2 separate regions of the Mus musculus genome follow, and region 2 is linked to region 1. Evidence: chromatin contacts called from public Hi-C data. All regions are on one chromosome and are shown on one strand. The core of a region is the stretch at or near the end of the contact, and the rest is flanking DNA. Distances in the headings are between cores, read along the strand shown. Region 1 has its middle 330 kb from the start of Isl1. Region 2 has its middle 130 kb from the start of 4930435F18Rik.

Evidence for each region. A called contact is a pair of places that touch in the nucleus more often than the background predicts.
Region 2: a Hi-C map of the N1E-115 cell line shows a contact between it and region 1, with 12 times the contacts expected there. The contact joins two enhancer-like sites. A contact is called at or near these places in 3 of 484 Hi-C or Micro-C datasets (the N1E-115 cell line and cortical neurons), 2 of 115 datasets of contacts at active chromatin or transcription factors (embryonic forebrain and forebrain) and 1 of 9 other capture datasets (embryonic tail).

The regions. Positions count from the first base shown.
Region 1 is chr13:115,974,506-115,981,794 of GRCm38.p6, forward strand. No RefSeq gene overlaps it. Among named protein-coding and RNA genes, the nearest start is that of Isl1, 330 kb to the right of the region's middle. Within about 2 kb of position 2,961, at least 8 of the 459 cell types and tissues checked have an H3K27ac peak or open chromatin away from gene starts, as enhancers often do. A contact at or near this core is called in the N1E-115 cell line, where this site is marked.
Region 2 is chr13:116,701,127-116,708,415 of GRCm38.p6, forward strand. No RefSeq gene overlaps it. Among named protein-coding and RNA genes, the nearest start is that of 4930435F18Rik, 130 kb to the right of the region's middle. Within about 2 kb of position 4,710, at least 37 of the 459 cell types and tissues checked have an H3K27ac peak or open chromatin away from gene starts, as enhancers often do. A contact at or near this core is called in the N1E-115 cell line, where this site is marked.

The DNA of each region.
Region 1 (7,289 bases), core at 1,711-4,210:
ATAAATAAATACTAGAGTATGAAGTTAAAGAGAGCGGTACTGGGGAGATTGGAGAAGAGTGGGGTGCATATAATCAAGACTCAAAGCATAGATGATGACATTTTTTAAGGAAAAAAATTAAAAACATCCTTTAAAGTCATATCAAATTAATGATATTTTCTGGTTTATTTTTTATTAGATATTTTTTTTATTTACATTACAAATGTTATCCTCTTTCCTAATTTCTCCAATGAAAATACCCTATGTCCTCTCCCCTCCCCTGTTCCCCAACCTACCCAATCTGGCTTCTTTTCCCTGGCATTCCCCTATACTGGGACATAGAGCCTTCACAGGACCAAGGGCCTCACCTCCCATTGATGACTGACTAGGCCATCCTCTGCTACATATGCAGCTAGAGCCGTGAGTCCCACCATGTGTTTTCTTTGATTGATGGTTTAGTCCCAGGAAGCTCTGGGGTTACAGGTTAGTTCATATTATATTTTCTGGTTTAAATTTAAAATACCTTAGACAGAATAATACCTTAGACAATGCATACAAAATACAGGCATTTTATTAAGACTTTCATGATGTTCCTCTTCAACACTGAGGTAAATGTGACTTGATGAGCGAAGTATCTAGAAGAATTGGTTTCCAAGTAACTCTCTGATGTGGGTAGAATCAAATCCCTTATAGGTAATTGAAGAGTGCCGTTTACAAACCTGCTTACTGAGAACTTTTATCAATGAAAAGATGCCATATATATGCATATATTATATATTATATATGCATATATAATACATATATAGTGTGTGTTTTATGAAGAGTAGACAAATTATAAAATGTGTTAGTGTGCATATAAAGAGAAATGAAGGAAGGAAGGAAGGAAAAGGGGAGGAAGAAAGAAAAGGACAATGGCAGGTATGTCTAAATAAGGAAATAGATAATTTCTGTGTGCACATCCTTATACTTCATACTCACAGTCACCATAGTTCTAACAGGGGCACAGCGCCACTATTTTATCTATATTCTATGTCTAATATTTACAGTGTAACAAGTCAGAGAAAATTAAGTTCAGAAAGTAAATAGAAATAGGATGGTGGTGCACACTGATAGTGTGCCAACAGTATGGCATCATGTACACATTGTAGCACTTGCCAATGACGTATATGAGCTTATATTTAGACTCTCCATTTACTATGTATGTGCCTGGATTTGCTTACTATTTCTGGGCCTCGTTTTTCTTTTTTGTGTGTGATGTGTGCATCATTGAAATATCAGGATCAATACTGTCTGTGTGTTTATGTGTTGCCCATACATAGACAATTTTTTTCCTATTTGGGAAGGGTGGAGGGTAGATGTAGGATGGTGGAGGGGGATTGGTGGAGGAGGGTAACCAAGAAATGAGATATCATTTGAGATGTAAACAAGTGGAATGCCTAATAAAAAAATAAATTGATATGATAGATAAATACCCACACACTTGTGATTAGTTTTAAAGGGAGAATATGTAATAACGAATAAGAGAAATGTTAATAACAAATATTCTAACACTTGAATACTTTCTCTTTCAAATAACACATTTAAAACTTTACATGTAAAATTTTTGCTTTAGATAAATACTACTAGCCTGCAATAAAAGCTGATAAATCACAGAATGAAGACATGGTATCATCTAAAAATTAGCTACCAACTAGAATTGTGTGAATATGCGCATGCTGTCCAAGAAGAGTGAGATTGATCCCTGAAAAGCATCAAGGAGAAGATGGAAAACAGTGTGACCATGGTTCAGATTCTGATGAACAGAGTGAGAGACAGGGTGGGAGCTTATGGAACACTAGTCAACAGTTTAATGCTTAAAAAAAATGATTCTATAACTTGTGTAAAATTCCTCCAATGTAAATTAGAGCTTACTTATATTAGACTTAAAATAATTATGATATAGCCATGCATCTTAAATACATTGACTGCAGATGAGTTGTGACATTTAAACAAGGAATTTGAGTGTATCTTACGTTTAAAGTTATTTACATATAGGCATAGATTCAATCATATACATATTATAGGAGCCATATTAACCATTTTGACGCATATAACTTCGGTAAAGAAGAGACTATTCATTGTATTACTAATAAGATGAATTAGCAAGCTTGGCTGTATTTCGTCTTTAGAAAAGCATTGAAGTAGGAATTTATTGATGATAGCTCTATAAAGTCTTATCATCTGAATTTGACTAAATGCATCAATGAAGACTTCTTCTGTTATTAGCTGGCAAACATTTATGTCAATAAAAAATTACCTGCTCATGTCAGTTTTACTTTTTCCTCAACATCATTGGTCTAAATTGGAAAACACTATTGTGCTCAGTATTTCTGCTTGTTGATCTCTAAGTGAAAATTGTGTGGATTTCTTTCCTAAACTAAAGAGGAGAGAATGTATATTTGTTTTCCTTCTTCTTCTCACCTCTTTTTTTTAGGACAAGGTTATAGATAATAACCCAGACATATGCAATATTTAAATGTTTTCAAAAGATAGTCATATTTATATTATTTATGGATGCCACTGTCCATAGTGATTTAGAACTACATTAAAGTCGAACCAGGGAGGACATCATAAACAGCTCTTGTTTAAAGGGCATTGTGAAGGAGAGCCTTTAATCTGATTGATGAAATAAATGGAAAGTAATCTATCCTCTATTCAACAGCTTGTTGATGATATGAAAGAATTCCTACTCGAGCAAGCAAGGCTTTAAAGAGAAAGACCTCTTTCATCCTGTCAGCCTCTCATTTTTAGAAAAAAGTTAAGTTTTTCATCATGGTTCAGGGGAGTCCTTGTAAAACGTTCATTGAAAATTTAAGAGCAATTACAGTGTCAGACAGCGAGAAAAATTGCTTTTACTGAGTGAGAGTTCTCTGACAGATGCATTGTGGGAGAATTGATTCTTTCTAGGGGATAAGTGAATTGTCATTGTTAGGCTCTTCTCATGACATCTAGCTAGATGGCATCTGCTTTGTAACAGAAGATTTGAATCAGACAACTGTACTCAACACTAGACAGTGTCTAGATTAGTTCTGCAAAGAAATGAGGCTTTGCTCTGCATGGCATCCGCTGAGCTTTTAAAGATTACAGATGAGCAAGGGTTTCGGGAAAAAAAAAGTTAGAAAAATCAAAAACAAAGCTTTATAGCCACTTCAGAAAGCCTGGATGTTTAACCTGTAAGGAAGTCTGTCAAATCCTGTGGAAACCACATAGAGTAAAGATCAATAGGATGCCTACTGGCTCCATTAGCTTGGTGTAAAGGGGGGAGAGGGGACCTGCTCTTCCGCAAGAGAACCTACATTATTCCAGGGATTATGCGGGATCAGTTCACTTTGCAGTGGAGGAGAAGAAGAAGAGAAAGTGAATGAAGATTCTTGGTGGGCCAAGACTGGAGAGAAAGGGCTTGCCAGGTAATATAATTGGAGATGAGGAAGTGGCTGATTGACTGGGAGGTGTCGCTAATTAGATGTTCATTTGCATAGGCGAATGTGTCAGTGCTGATCTGGAATGAGGCATGAGAAAAGCGATTCAGAGAAAGAGATCCACAGAAACTGCTGTCACTCAAATCTGCTGCAAGCCCAGCTAACAGTTACTACTAGTGTGCTGTTTATGCCTTTTTGAGTGAAAGCAAGTACTTGCTTGGGAAAAACTTGCATTTTAATCAAGGAAATCACTCCAGGTCTCATAATCTTTACAGCTGTATGTACATTAACCAGAGAATTAGTGCTAAGCATGGTGTTAAGTACACAGCGGTGTACTTAATAATATTACTTGGTATTATAATTGGGAGAAATTTGTAATCAATATTGTAGAAAGATTAATTCATAATATGAAATTACTTTTCTTATTTCATATTTGGTGTTTAGCATAAATGTTGCGTTTGAAGGATCAGTGAATAATTTCAGTTTAAACAAGGAGGTTTGAACTGACACAGATATATTTTGTGCTGATGGAGCAGCACAAAAGTTTTGTGTTATTTAATAATTGTGTTTGAAATTTGCAATAAAAGCTATATACTTAAATATTAAACTCTTATATACTATTCTTTTTTAAAAAACGTAGTCTCAACTTTATTGACACAGGCAAAATATTAGCATTTTTTCTTTCACCCAATTTCTTATCTTATTTTTTTCGTGCAATTAAATGTCTTGAGAATGTTTAAGAGTGTACAATGCCAGCACACTCTTTGTAGGAAACCATGTGTTCCCAAAAGTGTGGGCTTTATCCTGATTCCTGCTACAAGCATCTTTATCATTGTTTATATGAATCCTCAAATGAATTGACAGTGATTCAGAAAGGTAAATTTGAATCGTGCCAATGGAGTGCAGATAAAATTAAACAACACATGAATCTCACTGCCTTCATTTCTGATATTTTTTCTTTTTGTATCCATACACGTTTGTTTCCCCCAGGTTAGCAAAAGTGCATTTAAGTACTTTACTAACAAAGGAGTTACTCCATGCGTCTCTGCCATAAGAAACAGTATATTACTTGGTGATTTTCAGGTGGGAAGAAAGTATAACCCATCCAGAGAGTTACAATTTAAAATGCTCTACATGATAAATATTACTATATTTATTAGTTTAAAAGAACTTTCTTGATTGTGGAGTATTGCAGCGCTATGATAACAGTGAGATTGATGCAGCTAAACTGAACGTTAAAAAGTGCAAAAATGCCACATCTTTCAGGTATTTGAAAGTTAATGGGCAAAGAAAATCAGGTCTTTTAGCACAGGGGCATGGCTGTTACTATTAGTGCAATGGGGTCTCTCTCTAATGGCTTATGGAACCACCTTTAAATAGTATTTTATAATGCATTATATAAAAAAAAAACTCAAAGTACCTAAATAGAGTTACTGTGTACAAACGCTTGTTTTTCATTTGTTAGTAAACACTGCAAAGTATTCTCAATTGCAAAGTAAAGACGTCTCATTTGAGACAGGGTGGGGAAAATGGTGTCATGTGATCTGAGCACACCTCAACAGTGTGAAATATGAAACAGTCGAGAGGCAGGTTCACTCGTTAATATCTGTGAGAAGAAGCATATGGATGGAATCATAAAATCTGTCTGACTAATGACCATAGAGACAAAGCAGGTTGTACAGTTGTAGTATGTTAAATAAAATCTAGATTAGAGTTCTATTTTACATGTAGGCTCATTTTACCTAAAATTCATTATTTCTGAATATATACATTTATATTTAACATTTAATGAGATAGAAATGTATTTATGTCATTATTAATATACATCTAAATATCCTTTCCCCTTCAAGGTCCACAGTAACATGAATAGAAGAAAAATATAAGCATATTCAAAAATGAGGTAATGATTTTAATAGCCATAACTATGTATTCAAGAACATGAGGGCCATCACCCCATAAAAAGAAGGCATCAGTCAGGTCTGGATATTAGAGTCTGGTCTATGCCTTGTGTCCTCCAATAGCTACCATTGCCATCAGAGCTGCTGCATCTTCCTCTCCTACAGTCACTACCACCAGTAACATTTATATGTGAGGGAGTTTATAAAAGATGCAAGGGAAACTAAGATGTCTAAGAAACGATTCCGGTGGCTATGGTGAATTCATGTTTATGAGAGAGATGAAAATCAGCGTGCGGTACTTACGTTCAGAAAGAAGGCTTTCCTTCCTCTCAAAGTCTGTCACCTGAGTGGAGCACTAAAAAAGGCATGTGAATGTGTTTGTGTGACTTTGCCATCTGTGGCACCGTGTGCTATCCAGTGAGACTCTGTGAAAGCCACAATATAGCAGGCTCTTTTCTTTCCATTATATGCAGAAGAATTACTTTAATCTTTTCCCTCTGTGAGGAAAGATAAACGCTATCTGCTGTATATACCTGATGAGACACTTATCTATTTTGATAATGAATGAATCCATTTTAAACACATGTTATACAATCCATCATTTGTGGTTCAAAAATGGATGACAGTATGATTATGTCTTCATAAGATAAGCAAATGTGTATATTTTTAGGTCCTCTGGCTTTTAAAACACCAGCAAAGTACAACTGTGCAAATTAGTCATTTTTTTCTAATGTTGACTTTAAATCTGGTAGCCTTTCTATCTTATGGAATTACATGTCACAGTTAATTTAAGGAGATTAAGTTACACTAGAGTGGAATATACTAATAATTTATCAAACTTTTATGTAATCATTTTTAAAACTATGTACCATAAAACATTTCCATGACCAGGGTTGCTGAAGATAGGCAAAAAATATTAACAGAACAATTTATTGGTCTGTAAATGAAGACCAGTGTTAAGAATGTGAGACACATAAGTTCCTAATGCACCATTCTCTCCACAAGTTTTAACAAAGAATTATCACCATCCACTTATCTAAGAACACAGCCATCCAAGCAAATAGAAGTAAAATTTCAAACTTAAAAAGCACAGAAAATGTTAACAGATAAGACAGTATTTGGTCCTGAAAATGTAGAAAGTTTAAAGATGTTTTTCATGCTCATTTAATTTAATATATTTTGAAGTGTATAGAAATGTGCATGCTCAGGTACTAAAAGCTTAGTAAGTATTTTCTTTACATATTAGCTAACTATCTCATATTAAGCGCTGTCCTTTCTGAAGGGCCCTTTCTGTGTCCATGAAGACAACACCACTCTGCTCATACATTTCCCTTTACCTGAAGATCTAGAGCTGTTAACAAGCAAAACTACAGAATATGAGCCTATGTCAAACTCAACTCCAGACATCAAAATCTCAACAGCTTTGATTTCACTATGCCTTCACAACTTTCACTTCTCCTCATCTTCTGTTTTACTGAATATTAAAAAAAAAAAAAATGAAATTGCATGGTCCCAAACATACTGCAGGACCAACTGACCATACCTAGTCACAGTGTGTCGGTTATCTAAACAGGTTGAACGAAGAGACAAAAAGGCAAAATACACCCGGGTTGCTAGTCAGCTTATAATAAAAATGGAAGTTGCAAAGACCTCTCATCAAAACATATTTTTTATGGGGAAGGGGAGAGAAGAAATCCCTTAAAACACTCAGAGAATAACTCAACACTTTTTTTTTCACTTTTTCTGTTGAACATCAATTCTCTGGTTTAATTTTTACCTAAAACAATGCATTCTTTCTCCTGGAATCCCTGGTCCCTATTTGACAATGAACCGGAAGATGATCAGAACAAAAATAGTTTAAACTTTGAGCTTTTTTTCACTCAAGTAGTTTTGTTATCATTCTGTGCTGGGACTGTATGCCACCATGGGGATTTGCCTTCTCAAAGTGACTAAA
Region 2 (7,289 bases), core at 3,460-5,959, 730 kb after region 1:
CTGTGAGAAATTCATTTCTGCTTTTGAAATTGGCTGGTCTGTTACATTTTGTCATAACATCCCAAACTAGCTCACACAGGCATGCACACACTCATGCATACACACACTCATACATGCACGCATGCGCACATCTACCTACAAACATCCTGAAAAACTATTATTATCCCAATTTAACACATGGAGAAATGCAAAACAACTACTTATGGGATTTAATTATAGTCTCACAGCAAATAACAGTGACAGAGCTTGGCCCAAATACTAAGATTACTGGCTTGTGACACTCTTTTCATTTTATGTACATTAAACAATTGGCAAGAAAAAAAAACTTGCACTTGGGATCTGTAAAAAAATGATGGCAAATGGAAATAGTTCCTTTCATGGCAGTTTAGTGAAGACACTAGAGAGTGCGATGCTCCTAACAATTACAGGGCACAGTAGAGTCTAGACCTACTTTACAGGTGGGTAAAGAGAAAATTGCCTGTTTCTCCTGATATTCTTTCAAAGATTCTTTTAAAATACTTATGCATGATAATGGTAAACTTTCTGAAACTTGATACACTTTCTTACTCAAGTCCTCAATAATCCATAACTCTTGTTGATAGCACAAACACCGTCTGTGAAAAATCATCTACATATAACCAGAGAATGTTGCTTCAATTCTTAGCAAATAGAAAAAAACATATTTAAATGCAAAGGATCAGTTTTCTTAAAAAGCAAGCATCAGTTTTAAATGAAATACAGTATAGGCTATATAAGAAGAAAGTATGGGCCACTAATAAATATGTATTTTAAGAAGGCATGGGAAATTGTTTGTTGTTTGTTTTTTGTCCTTGTTTGTTTGTTTGTTTTTAATTTTTTTTCAAAACAGGGTGTTTCTGTGTAGCCCTGTCTGACCTAGAGCTCACTTTGTAGACCAGGATAGCCTCAAACTCAGAGATCTGCCTGCCTCTACCTCCCAAGTGCTAGGATTAAAGTTATGAGCTACCACTGCCCAACAGAAGGTTTGGAAATTATATGACATGGCTATTCAGAAACACAATTTAAGTAGGCTTTTGCAGTAATGATTAAGAGAAAATATCTTAGTACAGATCAGTAGGAACTGAATTAAGTAGTAGAAATCATCATATGTCTAAACTCATTTATGGTAGAATACACAGTGATTCCACAAATCTTCAGAGTTATTTTGTTTTGTTTTGTTCTGTTCTGTTCTGTTCTGTTTTAACAACTCAAAGATTTAAAAGATTGAGAAACTTTTGGTATAGCATTGGAAATGTAAATGAGCTAAATACCTAATAAAAAATGGAAAAATAAATAAATAAAAGATTGAGAAAAATATCTACAAGTAGAGATATATAAAAAAGAAGGTCACCAATAGGTCAGTGAGAGATTATAACTAATTTAAACTTTGTTCAAAAGAATTTCTGAAAATAGTTTCAAAGGAGATGCCCATTTGCCAATGAGGACATAGACCCCCCACCACCACTACCACCAAACACCAGATCCAGGCACATTGCACCAATATTGATCCAAGCACCAATCTTGGCATAGATATTAAATCCCTGAATCTCAACATTAATAAATTGTATTTTGAGGAAAAATAACTAAGTATACTGGCAAGAGGAAAAATTCTAAGTGAGGCATAAGGAAAGGAAGGAAACAAGTATCATTATACCTCATCCTGTGAAGGTCTTACGTGTTGAAAATTATTGCCAAGATACACTTTTTAACACTAAGTGTCAGATATTATGTTCAGTCCTTTATATGCTTTATCTGATTTAATCCTTTAGTAGCTATAATGGAGATACTAATGTTTTTTCTAAATCCAGGTGCGTTCATCTCTGGAGCATTAAGACTGCAATAGTAAAAATTTCTAAAGTAAAACAGGAAGCTACTGCAGCTAGGAGAAGAAGGGTTTTCTGTGGAGACAGCTAAATAAATTTAGTAGTTCCTTTTACTGAGAACAGATAAGAGTTAACAGAATTAGAAACAAAGATAATAAAATAATGTATCATATGTGTTTCCCAAATAGCAGAATTCAGCATCAAGAGAACATGTAATTAAATTACATTCACCATTAAAAAAAGACATGATACATTACAGCGGTTGGTGTCAAACTTAATGCACTCAGGATTCGGTGGAGACCAAAACTGTAATTAATTCCAAGAATAGTTTGCATGAATTAATTTTTGATAGGAGATACAGAGAGGCGTGAGGCTTTAATTTGATCATTTAGAAAAGCATTTCTTAATATCTCCAAATTCTAGGCTCTGGGCACATAAAAGCAACGCTGCTGTCTTGACCTCTGAGCAGATAGCCAAGGTTATACCACTTCCATCATGTATTAGTATAACTGCCCTTTCTAGAAGCCTCCTCTTTGTCTCTAAGGACTGATTTTGCAGGACTGGAAAAAAATGGCTTCTTAACAAATCCAGATTTTCTCTGTCCCTCAGAGAAATTTAGGCCAAATTGTTCAAGACCAACTTTAAGAACTGATACCTACATTATGCATATAAAGTGGTAAAAAAAAATCCTCAAAGACCTAGCAAGAAATATTTTCACAGTTCAGGAGCTTCACAGAGAATTTAAGTGATAATCAGAATGTTGTTTCAGAAATGTGGAATCAAAATAGATTGGTCAGAAGTTTCCTTAGCCTGAATCTTTTCTTGCCAGTTAGTGATTGGATGGACATCGGAGATTGCTCCTTCTTGGGCAATCCTTCAGTCTGGTTACAATCATTGTCAATCCAAAAGACAATCAAAATGTCTCTTTGCTCTTTATCCAGGACTGTCATATACTGATCTGAAGTTAAATATTTGGAGTATAAAAGGCATTGCTTTTTCCAAACTCTGTTACTTGGCTTGAGTTCACTTCACAAAACCCAAAGAGTTTTCTGTTAATTTTTTTCTTTCCTTCCGTTTAAGAAAAAGGCTACAGCTTGGGTCAGCTATAATATTGGTCTGTCATGGAATTTATGATAATCTTAGGTAACGAATTGTGTTCAATTGTGAAGACAAGAGTAGCAAGAACACACCTTGAACCCATGGGGACAGCTGTACTCTGAAGTGAGGCCATCACCACACCGTTCTGTTGTTTACTTGTGTGTATGCTGCACTTAACATCTCAGATGACAGTAGTGATTACAGCTAAAAACTTAACGGGAAGAGACATCATATCTAAAAGTACCTGGAGAGGTAATAAAGAATGAACCACTTGCTCATGTTAACATGCAGCACATCCCCAGAAGAAAGCAAGTCACTTTTATAATTTCAAACAACCCCAGAGACATCTATCTGCTGAAACAGCCAAAACTCTTGACTTATTTTTGGTTGCTGAGTATGGGCAAATTGTAATATAATTGCCTTTAATTAAGGTTCTCTTCCAAGGTGGACAAGTGATCACCTAACTCAAATGGCTGATCCAAGATAGTATTGCCATGACTACCTGAATTTGACCTCCAATCACTTTCCAGTCATTTTGAGCTGCTTCTAATGTACAACTGTCAGTTTGTAGAATGAAATACACATATGTAAAAAAAAAAAAAAGTTAAAAAGAAAATGTTTGGACCAATCCCAACATCTCTTTTAAATTTGGGGGGGGGGTTTGTTTTGTTTTGTTTTGAATACTAATCAGGGAAATAATAGTGTCACCCACATCCTTAGGCTGTGTTGAGTCAGATATAATCACGTAAAGAAATCAATAAGCAAACCAGAGAAAGTTAATAAGGAACCTGAAACTATTAATGTCCACCATTCATATGAGGCAGGTAGGCATCCTATGGCCAGGGAAATCGAAGACAGGACTACACGGGACTACATGCTCTACGCATTCAGGTGTATTGGAAGTCCAGGACCGCTTGGTCCTGCCAAGAAGGATTCTACAATACCTGGAAGTCAAGATTAGACATTCAATAAACACCACCACAGCTTCAAACTATGACCTTTACAGAGTGCTAGGAAGGCAAGGCGGGAGTTTGGGGGGGGGGGTCTTTAATCAAAACCCTCAGAGGCCAGAATCTGTCACACTGATGTCCTCCTGGTGACTTAATGCTTGCTGACAGTTTCTGCATCAGGTGGATAGAAAGAAAAAAAAAAAAGTCCTGCCTTTCTTCCAGCAAAGGGCAATTGATCTAGGAACAAAGATCCTGAATCCTGGGCTGAAGAAATAGAACCTGATTTGGCAAACAAATGACATGTAAAACCAACATACACAGAGCGGCAAGTGACAAAGGAAATTGCAAATGGCTCTAAACACTGTTTTTCCATAGACCACAAAGAGAAACTGTGGTAGACAGGGGAGATGGAGCATAAAATTGGGCGGACTGATTCAGGGTTTGTTTTGATATTTCAAATCATTTATTTTTTTTTTAAAAAGTGTGTGTGTGTGTGTGTGTGTGTGTGTGTGTGTGTGTGTGTGTGTGTGTGTGTACGTGAGGGGAGGAGGGAAAAGACTCTAACGCGAAGGGGCTGTCGGCAGACGATGCACAAATGAAAGCGCGCTTTCTCAATTTCCAAAGCTCTAAATGTAGAGAAATGCGCAATTATCCTGGGACGAGGTGGAGAGCGCAGCCTCGGGAGTTAAAGGCAATCGGGTCTCTGTCGGAGAAAAGCTAGCGCTGGGACTGAACTTCCAGCGGCCGCCTGAGGTGAGCATCAGGAGGGAACCCGGCCTTGCAAGTCCGCCTCTGCACACTTTCCGAGCTGTGATCTCCAGCCGGGTCCCCGCAGGCGTCTAGGGAAAAGGCACTCAGCGGGGCGTCCGGGAACCCTAGGCTCACCCTTCCAGGTCCACTGAGCAACAGGCTGGCCAATAAAATTAAAGGATAGTAAGAACGTCTGGAGGAGGACAGAACCAGAATTCGCCCCTCAGTTCTGGGGTGTCGGGCACATTCAGGGTCCCCAGGATGGGACACGGGTCCTAGGGCGATGATGTCTCCTTTAAAGGCACTGTTTTGGGATGGCGAGGAAACGGAGGCTTAGACCCAGATCGGTTTATCCTGGAAGCCTCAGCATTCTTTTCCAGCCGCTGCCGGCTCTCCGGTATCCCGTCGAGGTCTGCGGGGCTTCTGGCTCCTGAGAGGCTCTCACCACTTTGGAGCAGCGCTCCCCGGCCTTGGTTGAGCCCTGAGGCCTCGGGACTGGCTTGTACTGCCCGCTCCGGAGTTGCTGCTCTAGACCTCATTCCTTTTCAAGCACTTGAATATATATATATATATATATATATTCTTTTTACCAACAGATTGGTTATTTATTTATTTATTTATTTATTTATTTATTTATTTATTAATAAAACTTATTCAACCTTTTAGAGGCAACATCGTTCCTTTCTTCGGTATGGTATCCGTGGATAATCAGATAATCTCATGCCTGCCTTTGTATTCTTGAAGCTTTAAACTCTGCAAATATTGATGTCGCTTCACTGAAAAGGCGTTTCGCAGTCCAATCCCAACCCCCTTAGACTTTACCCTTCATAGGCATGCAGCGAGAGGAGAGTTGGAGTCAGCCTGGGTTTTCTGATCCCACAATTAAACTGGAACAATTGTGTTTGGTTTAGAGTGACCAGTTTGTTCCGCTCTTGCAAGAGAAGTAATGTTTATTTTGTGATCCCTTTATGTTATTGTGCAGCCGAAGAAACTTCGTATTTTAAGCAAATGTATTGTTCCACAGCCTCGGGGGTGTGAGTTCCAGTCCTGAGCACTACTTTGTCTGCTCTTCTCTCTCCCGTATTTCATCTGTCCTAGGCACTCGATGCGATCTTTCCCCCCAACTGTTTGTCTCCAGTCCCTCCCAGTCCCTGCTCTGTTCTTTAATTTGTCTTGTGTTAGCTTTGGGTCAGCAAGTCTTTTGTGCTGGGTCCCTGGGCCTCACTCTGTGTGTGTGTGTGTGTGTGTGTGTGTGTGTGTGTGTGTGTGTGTTTCTTTTGTTACTTTCCACCCTAACACTGCAGAAATGAAACACACATGCCCTGTTGTCGCCTCATATTTTCAGATGTTTTTCACACTATTGTCCTCTCCAGTCCGTTGAAAGTGCAAAGTGGAAACACATGCACCCGAAAACATTTTTTTGAAAGGGGACAGCCCTAGGATGGAGTCTAACCTCCTGAATAAAGATAAGCAATAAATATAATATCAGATTTATAACGTGCATTGAACAATCTTGATTAGCACTAAGGTGAGCCTTGGTGAGCTTTTTATCATTTCCATGTGTCTGGACTACAAGAAGGAATCAATGGGGGGGGGGGAACCTCTATAAATCAGCGTTCATGTCAAGACAAATCAAAATAATGCCTCTATTATTTCAATCAATAAACCATTTTTATCCCCAGCATCTGATACACACACAGTGTGTGTGTGTCCATCTGTTTGTGTTTGGAACTGGCAGCTTTGCCTTAGACCAAAACAAACCTTTCAAGTCATGTCAATGAAATTAAAATGTTAAAAAGCAGAAATCAACGTACCCTCCTTCCACTCCTGTCTAGCCATTCCAGGCTCCCCCTTTAAAGCCCGGCTTTCCCAGATCAGTAAGAGATCCTTGAAAACTCTGCAGAGGACCTTTGGCTGAGAAGCAACTTAGAAAGGAGATTTCAAGAGAAAGCGAAAGCTCCCACCAGCAACAACCAGGGCTAGGGAAGCCTCCAAGGCTGGGGCTCCCATGCACGCCCAAGAACCGCCTACAGAGGTTGAAGGCAGGTTAGACTTGGGACCCTGGTTGGCTTCTGAAAAAAGCAAAATCGCCCTTTCTCATCAATGCCACCAAGATCCTTTCCAGCAGGTGTATGCGGCTGACTGGCTGGGTTATAATTGGGGCGAGGCTAGCTAGAGGAGAGAAGGAGGTGGAGGGAGAGAAAGGGGAATAGAGAGGGGAAGGGAAAAGGAGGAGAGAGACTGGCTGCCTGTCTGTAGCTTTGTTGGTTTCTGGCAGATTACAAGCCTTATTTCTGAAAATGTCTTGCCTGTAGGTCGGGCTTCTGCATGATCTTGTGCGACAGGGCCACAGCTCTTGAGAGGGGGAAGGAAAGTGGAGGAGAGATGATTTAGTACTGCAAAATAACCTGCGCATTGGGTATCCCCGCAGCCTCTTTGGTCATTTTTTGTTTCCATTTCTGCACACTGAAGAACAAAACCTCAATGCATTTTGTCGCTTAGGATTCGTTCTATTCTGTTCCGTCTGTCCTTCGTAAACATAATTCAACCACCGGGTTCGGAATCCATTCCTTTCCAGTGGAATGGGAAGACGAGAAGTCCTCCCATCCGGAGCCTCATACAGTGTTCTCAGGTCTGGCATGGTCTTTGT